Regions from separate parts of the Mus musculus genome. Here region 1 is linked to region 2. The links are chromatin contacts, called in public HiChIP or PLAC-seq maps. All regions are on one chromosome and are shown on one strand. Each heading gives the region's core, a stretch centred on a gene start, on an enhancer-like site or on the middle of the called end of the contact. The rest is flanking DNA. Distances are from core to core; before and after follow the strand shown. Region 1 holds the start of Slc16a1 (solute carrier family 16 (monocarboxylic acid transporters), member 1). Region 2 overlaps Gm34490 (a long non-coding RNA gene).

What was found. HiChIP or PLAC-seq counts read pairs in DNA pulled down with a chosen protein or histone mark.
Region 1: an H3K4me3 HiChIP or PLAC-seq map of the SCID.adh cell line shows a contact between it and region 2, with 22 read pairs. The contact joins the promoter of Slc16a1 here to the enhancer-like site in region 2. A contact is called at or near these places in 15 of 39 promoter capture datasets (the 3T3-L1 cell line, 3T3-L1-derived adipocytes, the C10 cell line and 8 more), 1 of 15 datasets of contacts at CTCF or cohesin (large pre-B cells), 24 of 484 Hi-C or Micro-C datasets (the AML12 cell line, the HPC-7 cell line, the N1E-115 cell line and 14 more), 20 of 115 datasets of contacts at active chromatin or transcription factors (the 230-238 cell line, the SCID.adh cell line, acute myeloid leukemia and 13 more) and 2 of 9 other capture datasets (adipose tissue and embryonic stem cells).

What each region holds. Positions count from the first base shown.
Region 1 is chr3:104,637,122-104,639,961 of GRCm38.p6, forward strand. It overlaps Slc16a1 (solute carrier family 16 (monocarboxylic acid transporters), member 1), which reads left to right and starts at 1,543. Exons shown (of 5, transcript NM_009196.4): 1 at 1,543-1,707.
Region 2 is chr3:104,564,536-104,567,500 of GRCm38.p6, forward strand. The region is part of intron 1 of Gm34490 (a long non-coding RNA gene); the gene reads left to right. Among named protein-coding and RNA genes, the nearest start is that of Gm34490, 11 kb to the left of the region's middle. Within about 2 kb of position 1,261, at least 50 of the 459 cell types and tissues checked have an H3K27ac peak or open chromatin away from gene starts, as enhancers often do. A contact at or near this core is called in the 230-238 cell line, the N1E-115 cell line, the SCID.adh cell line and 9 more, where this site is marked.

The DNA of each region.
Region 1 (2,840 bases), core at 293-2,792, 73 kb after region 2:
AAAACTAAGTAGAGGGCCTATTTCGGAGGATTAGGAAAACCAGTGTAGGTAGGGAGAGGTCGAAGAGCAAATGGCGGGGAGGGCAGGATCTTGGTATGCAGTAAGAGCCTTGGAAGCCAGAAGGCCTGACTTTAAAAAATATTCTCACTGGGTGTGATGGAGCACATGCCTTTAATAGCAGCACTGAAGCAAAACCAGGCGGATCTCTTGAGTTTGAGGCCAGTCTAATCAACGTTACAAGTTTCAGGCCAGCCAAGAGAATACATAATAAGGCCATGTCTCAAAACACAAAATTAAACAAATAATCTTAGCGGTAGGGAGACAGAGGCGGGTTGATTTTTTTTTTTTTTTCATGTTTGCTCTCTTAGTTCGAAGCCAGCCTGATCTACATGATGAGTTCCAGGCCAGGTGGAGCTATACACACACACGAGGCTATCTCAAAAAAAAAAAAAAAAAAAAAAAAAAAAAACAAGAAATCAAAAACAACCAACCAAATACCCATCTCGTAATAATAAAAATATCAAGGGTCCTGGCCATCAAGAGTACTCACTAGTTTACCACTTCAAGACACTTTGGAATCTGGGCTTGGTGAAGAACCGAAAATGGCTCTTGTGACACCAGGCTCTGTGGCTTTGACTTTAAATGTTGGCGACTTCCTAGCCTGGTGACTTCTGCCAGTTAACCTCGTGAAGCCCGGGGTTCCTTAGTTACAAGATCTTCTTGGCACCTAATACGGTTGTGAAGATCATACAAGATAATTCTGGTACAGTGCTTACTTAGCATGCAACTGTCCTAATCCCACTAGCCATAATCCCGACCCGTCCCCCAAATCCAGTGTTCATAAACTTCTGGCCTAAGAGCATGCTCATATCAGCGTTTCCAACGTACACACTCTCTGCCCCGGGGCCAGTTTCTCCTGACCGGCTTGTCCTTAAACTAAGCGTTCATCAAATGCCACAGGTCAGGCTCTGTGACGAGATACTTGCGTAAAATCGCACATTAAACTTCCTAACGCCTCCATAGTGGCTGATGTAGCGCAAGGAAACAGGCCCGGAGGGTTCCAGCAACTTCCCAGGGTCCCCGAGCCCGGGTTCCAGGCCCACATCGGAGTCTACCAGTGTCCGTCCATTCAAAATGCTGTTCAGTCCCCGGACTCCGACGGTCCATCGCCTTCGCCCTCTGCACCTCAGGGTCCGCCCTCAGGGCAGTTTTTTTTTCCCCTTTTCTCCTCCAGAGCCTGAGGGGTGAGGCCCACGATGGCGTCCCCGGCACGCGCCAAAAGAAGCTACCCCCTCAGAGCGCTGATAAGGATGTGCGGGGTCTCCGGGCCGCGGCGCCGGGTCACGTGGCGGGAAGGGGGGCGCCGGCGCGCGCGCCCGAGCGAGCGAGCGGGCACGCGCAGCCCGCAGCGTGTGGAGGCGCGAGATGCCGAGCTGGGAGTATGTATGGCAGGGAGGGGGCGGCGGCCGGGAAGGCCGACTCCACCCCCTGTGCGCATGCTCCGGCCCCCGCGGGTTATAAGGCAGCCGCGCCTGCCCCGCCAGACAAAGTGGCGAGCTGCGACGTGACTGGTCGGTCGTGTAGGTGCAGCAGCCAAGGAGCCCGGCGGCGGGCAGGGGACACGAGCGGGACCCCCCCGGCTCCGAGGAACTGCGGCCCGCGCCGCCGCGTCACGCATACTCCGGGCGCCGCGAGACACACATAACGGTTAGTCCGGGCTGAGCGGGCAGCGCGCGGCACGGAATCCGCGGTGCCCTTGGTGCCCCGGTGGGGTCGCGGAGCCCCGCGGGCACGCGGGGACTTTCCTCCCTGGGGCAAGGGTCGGGGCGAGCGACGCGGCATCCTGGGCGCGCGGAGCCGCGTGGCCCGGAACGTGGCGTGGGTGAAGGGGACCTTGAGGCGCTGGGCACAGCGTCTCTCCCGGCCGAGCTGCGGGCCCGTGGTCAGGTGGCGGCCGCCGGGCTGCGGGAGTCGGGTCATGGTGCCCGGTGACCTTGGGGGAGACGCTTCCAGCGCTGCCTACTCTAGGCGCCTGGAGAGATGCTTAGGTCGGGAAGAGGGACGACCTGAGGCCGCTTCACGTGGTGCACTCCTGCCGCCTTCTGCTGGGGCGGGAGTTACTTAGGACTCGTGGCATACCCGCCCAGCCTCCCCGGTCTGCCAATCGGTGTCCCACCAGGTGACTTGCTAGAGTGGTGTGAGGAATGTGAGGAGCTGCATTGCGGACCGCCGGTACAAGACTACGGGGTTCGAGTGAACTTTGAGGAAGGGGCTCTTTATGGTCCAACCTGTGGCTTCGGCGCGTCTGCCGCGGGCACGGGGTCCCAAGGCATCCCTGTGGAGCAGATTTAAACGTCCTTATATTTGGTCAGAGCACACTTTCTGGGCCAAGTACATCCCTTTGCCGAGTACATTTTAGCTTTTCTTTATGATGGCGTTTTTGGTGCAACCAGCAGTTACGAAAACTAGCGTCTGATCACTCAACCAGGAAACGCACGTGTTACTACTTCAGTCTTTTCCCGTTTTCCAGTGGCTCATTATAAACTGGCGGGCTACTGCTAGTAGTTACACAGTGACAAACTACTTTTGTTTTTTTTTACCCATAACTAATTTTGAAATCTTAAGGCGTCATTCCGCTTAGGCTCGGGGTGTGTTGCTCAGTGGCATGAGTACCTACCTGCCTGGCCTACCATGCCTGAGGCTCCAAAGTTTGATCGTCGGCATTGAAAAAAAATTACTTTGGTTTTAAATGAGTATATGCTGATGTGTGAGATTAGTAATTGTACGAGAGTTTGGGAAAGGGTGGATGGGAATTAAATCAAGCAGGGTGGGTTTTTGTT
Region 2 (2,965 bases), core at 11-2,510:
GGCATGATGCATGCCTTTAATCCCAGCTCTTGGGAAGTATAGGCACAAGGATTGAGTTTGAGGCCAGCCAGGTCTACATAGCAAGCGCCAGGACTACATAATAGAGAAACCCTCTTTCAAGAAAAGAGGCCAGGCCATGGTGGCCCATGCCTTTATTCCCAGCACTTAGGAGGCAGAGGCAAGCAGCTTTCTGAGTTCGAGGCCAGCCTGGTCTAGGGAATGAGTTGCAGGACAGCCAGGGCTACACAGAGAAACCCTATCTTGAAAAAGAAAGAAAGAAAGAAAGAAAGAAAGAAAGAAAGAAAGAAAGAAAGAAAGAAAGAAAGGAAGAAAGAGAGAGGGGGGAGAGAGAGACTGACTGACTATTGGACTAAATTAGAGTTGAATTAATTATTGCCCACACTTATTCACTTTGTTTTTGAGACATGGAGTCCTCTAGTAGCCTAGGCTGGCCTCCAACTCATGATCAGGAAAGCACTACTAGGCCAGGTTTTGAGACCTGCTATATTTAACCCCCGCATGCCTTTCAATCAGAGCAGGCCATGTGATGAAAGACAGCTGTGACAAATTGTTGCAGGTATCTTCAGGAGGAGAAAAACATCGAATGTTAAAGCTGTGTATAATTTTGTTTTGCAGTGCATTTCTCTAGGGGCTAAATTTCCTTGCCCACTTTCTGAATCCTGTCTGAGGGGCAGGGGTGTCACTTTACCACATTAATTCTCCTCACAGTAAACTCCCTGGTGAAATAGGGCTGGTCATTTTACCATTTTACCCAGGAGTAGAAAACTGGGACTTGGAGATGAAGGGAATTGATCTGAAGGAGGCTGGAGGGAACAGGGTACGGGATCTTTAGACTGAAACACTCTAACAAAGGCTTTGCTTGCAAGTCTCCTGGTTATTTAGACTCCTCTCAGGGGCTGTTTGACAGCCCGAAGAGTAAACACCCACATTTCCTTAACTCTTATTTAAGTTATTTCATTGTTTTGCGGTGGTGTCAACTCAAAGCCTGTGCACCTGCACTGTCTAACAGTTAGAGGCTAACTGAACTACCTACCCCTGCCCCCCTCAGACAGGATTCAGAAAGCGGGCGAGGAAATTTAGTCCCCAGAGAAACGTACTGCAAGACAAAAGCATACACAGCTTTAAAATTCAATGTTTTTCTTCTCCAGAAGATACCCGCAGCAGTTTGTCACGGCTGTTTTTCATCGCATGGCCTGCTCTGATTGAAAGGCATGTGGGGGTTAAATATAGCAGCAGCAGCAGCAGCATCTGTGATGCAACCTTCTCTGGCCTGGCCAGGACAAGTCTGCGGCATTAAACTTAGGAAGGAAAGAAGGCAAGAGTGTCTCAACCCTCCAGGGCATGAAAGAGAAACTCCTTTTCCTGGCCATTTTCAGGGCAAGAGGAGAGACAGAGTATAAAGACAGGAAAGGGAGAATGGGAGGATGTTAGCCATCTGTCAGGTCTCTGGCAGTCCAGTCAGAGCCAGAACCTGGGAATCAGCAGTTTGCTGAAGTGAAGGTGGCCAGATGCCCTACCCAGGAACCACACATCACCCATTGCATTTTGCAAAGCGATCTGCCTAAAGTGGCCAGTCGCTTCGGGAGGCCCACTCCCGGCTTACTCTTTCCAAGACCTCCCTTTTCTTTCCCCCCTCCTTAAGGGAACAACTTAATAGCAGCAGTAATGAAACTTTAATTTGAAAATGGGCTGAAATGGACACACCAAATTGGCCATTGTGGCTGGAAGCTGGTGCGCAGTTCGGAGAGCGGCTGCGTGTTGCTCTCCACTGCTCTCCGTGACAGCCAGGGTGATTTAGTGGATTAAGTGTGTAAGGAGGGATGGGCGGAAGCAGCCTGTAGAGAAACTGAGCACCTTGATGGGCACAGGAAGCTTGATTTAAACTGTTATGGATTCTCTCTCCGGCTCGGTAGCAGCCCTGTTCCGTAGGTTAGCTGTAGCCTCATTTCGTGGTCAGTGTGTCTTAGAGCTCTTTCGTCAGAATCATTTTGGGTTTGTCTTGTGTTGTGTTTTTTAAGAGTCTCAACTATGGAGCCGGGTGTGGTGGCGCACGCCTTTAATCCCTGCAGAGGCAGGCGGATTTCTGAGTTTGAGGCCAGCCTGGTCTACAAAGTGAGTTCCAGGACAGCCAGGGCTATACAGAGAAACCCTGTCTCGAACACCCCCCCCCCCAAAAAAAAGAGTCTCAACTATGTAGCTCATGAACTGCTGCCTCTGTCCCCCAAGCACTGGGATTTACAGATGTGCAACCACTATGCCCAGCTTGTTGTTATTACTGCTGGCAAAGAGTGGAGGCATCTATCTATCTATTTATTTATTTACTTATTTACTTATTTATTTTGTTTTTTGAGACAGGGTTTTATTGTGTAACAGTTCTGACTCTCCTGGAATTCACTTTGTAGACCAGGCTGGCCTTGAACTCACAGAGATACACTTGCTAACTCACAGAGATACACTTGCTCCTGCCTCCTGAATGCTGGGATTAAAAGTATTTGCCACCATGCATAGCCAATTAAATTTTTTAAAAAAGAATTTCCCACTAATTCAAAAATTTAAAATGTATGTACCATACCTATAAATAAAATATAAATACAAAACATTTAAAGAGATAGTAAATGCTGTAAAACGACTTTAAAAACAAACAAACAAACAAACAGTGGCTTGAAGTTGAGTGTGTACCACGTAGCTGTAATTCTAGCCCTCAGCAGCTGAGGCAGAGGATTGCTTAGGAGTTAGAGGCTAGCCTGGGCTATTGTAGTAAGACCCTGGGTCTAATAGACAGACAGACAAACAATCAAGCAAAATATACTGGGCTGAAGTTGACTTTCAATCTTCTGTTGGCCTCTCCCTAGAGAAGCATATAAATACCTAGTGAGGTGACTTACTATAATAATAATTATTCTAGTTTATTTATATTTTGAGATGCTGTGGTATCTAGACTGGC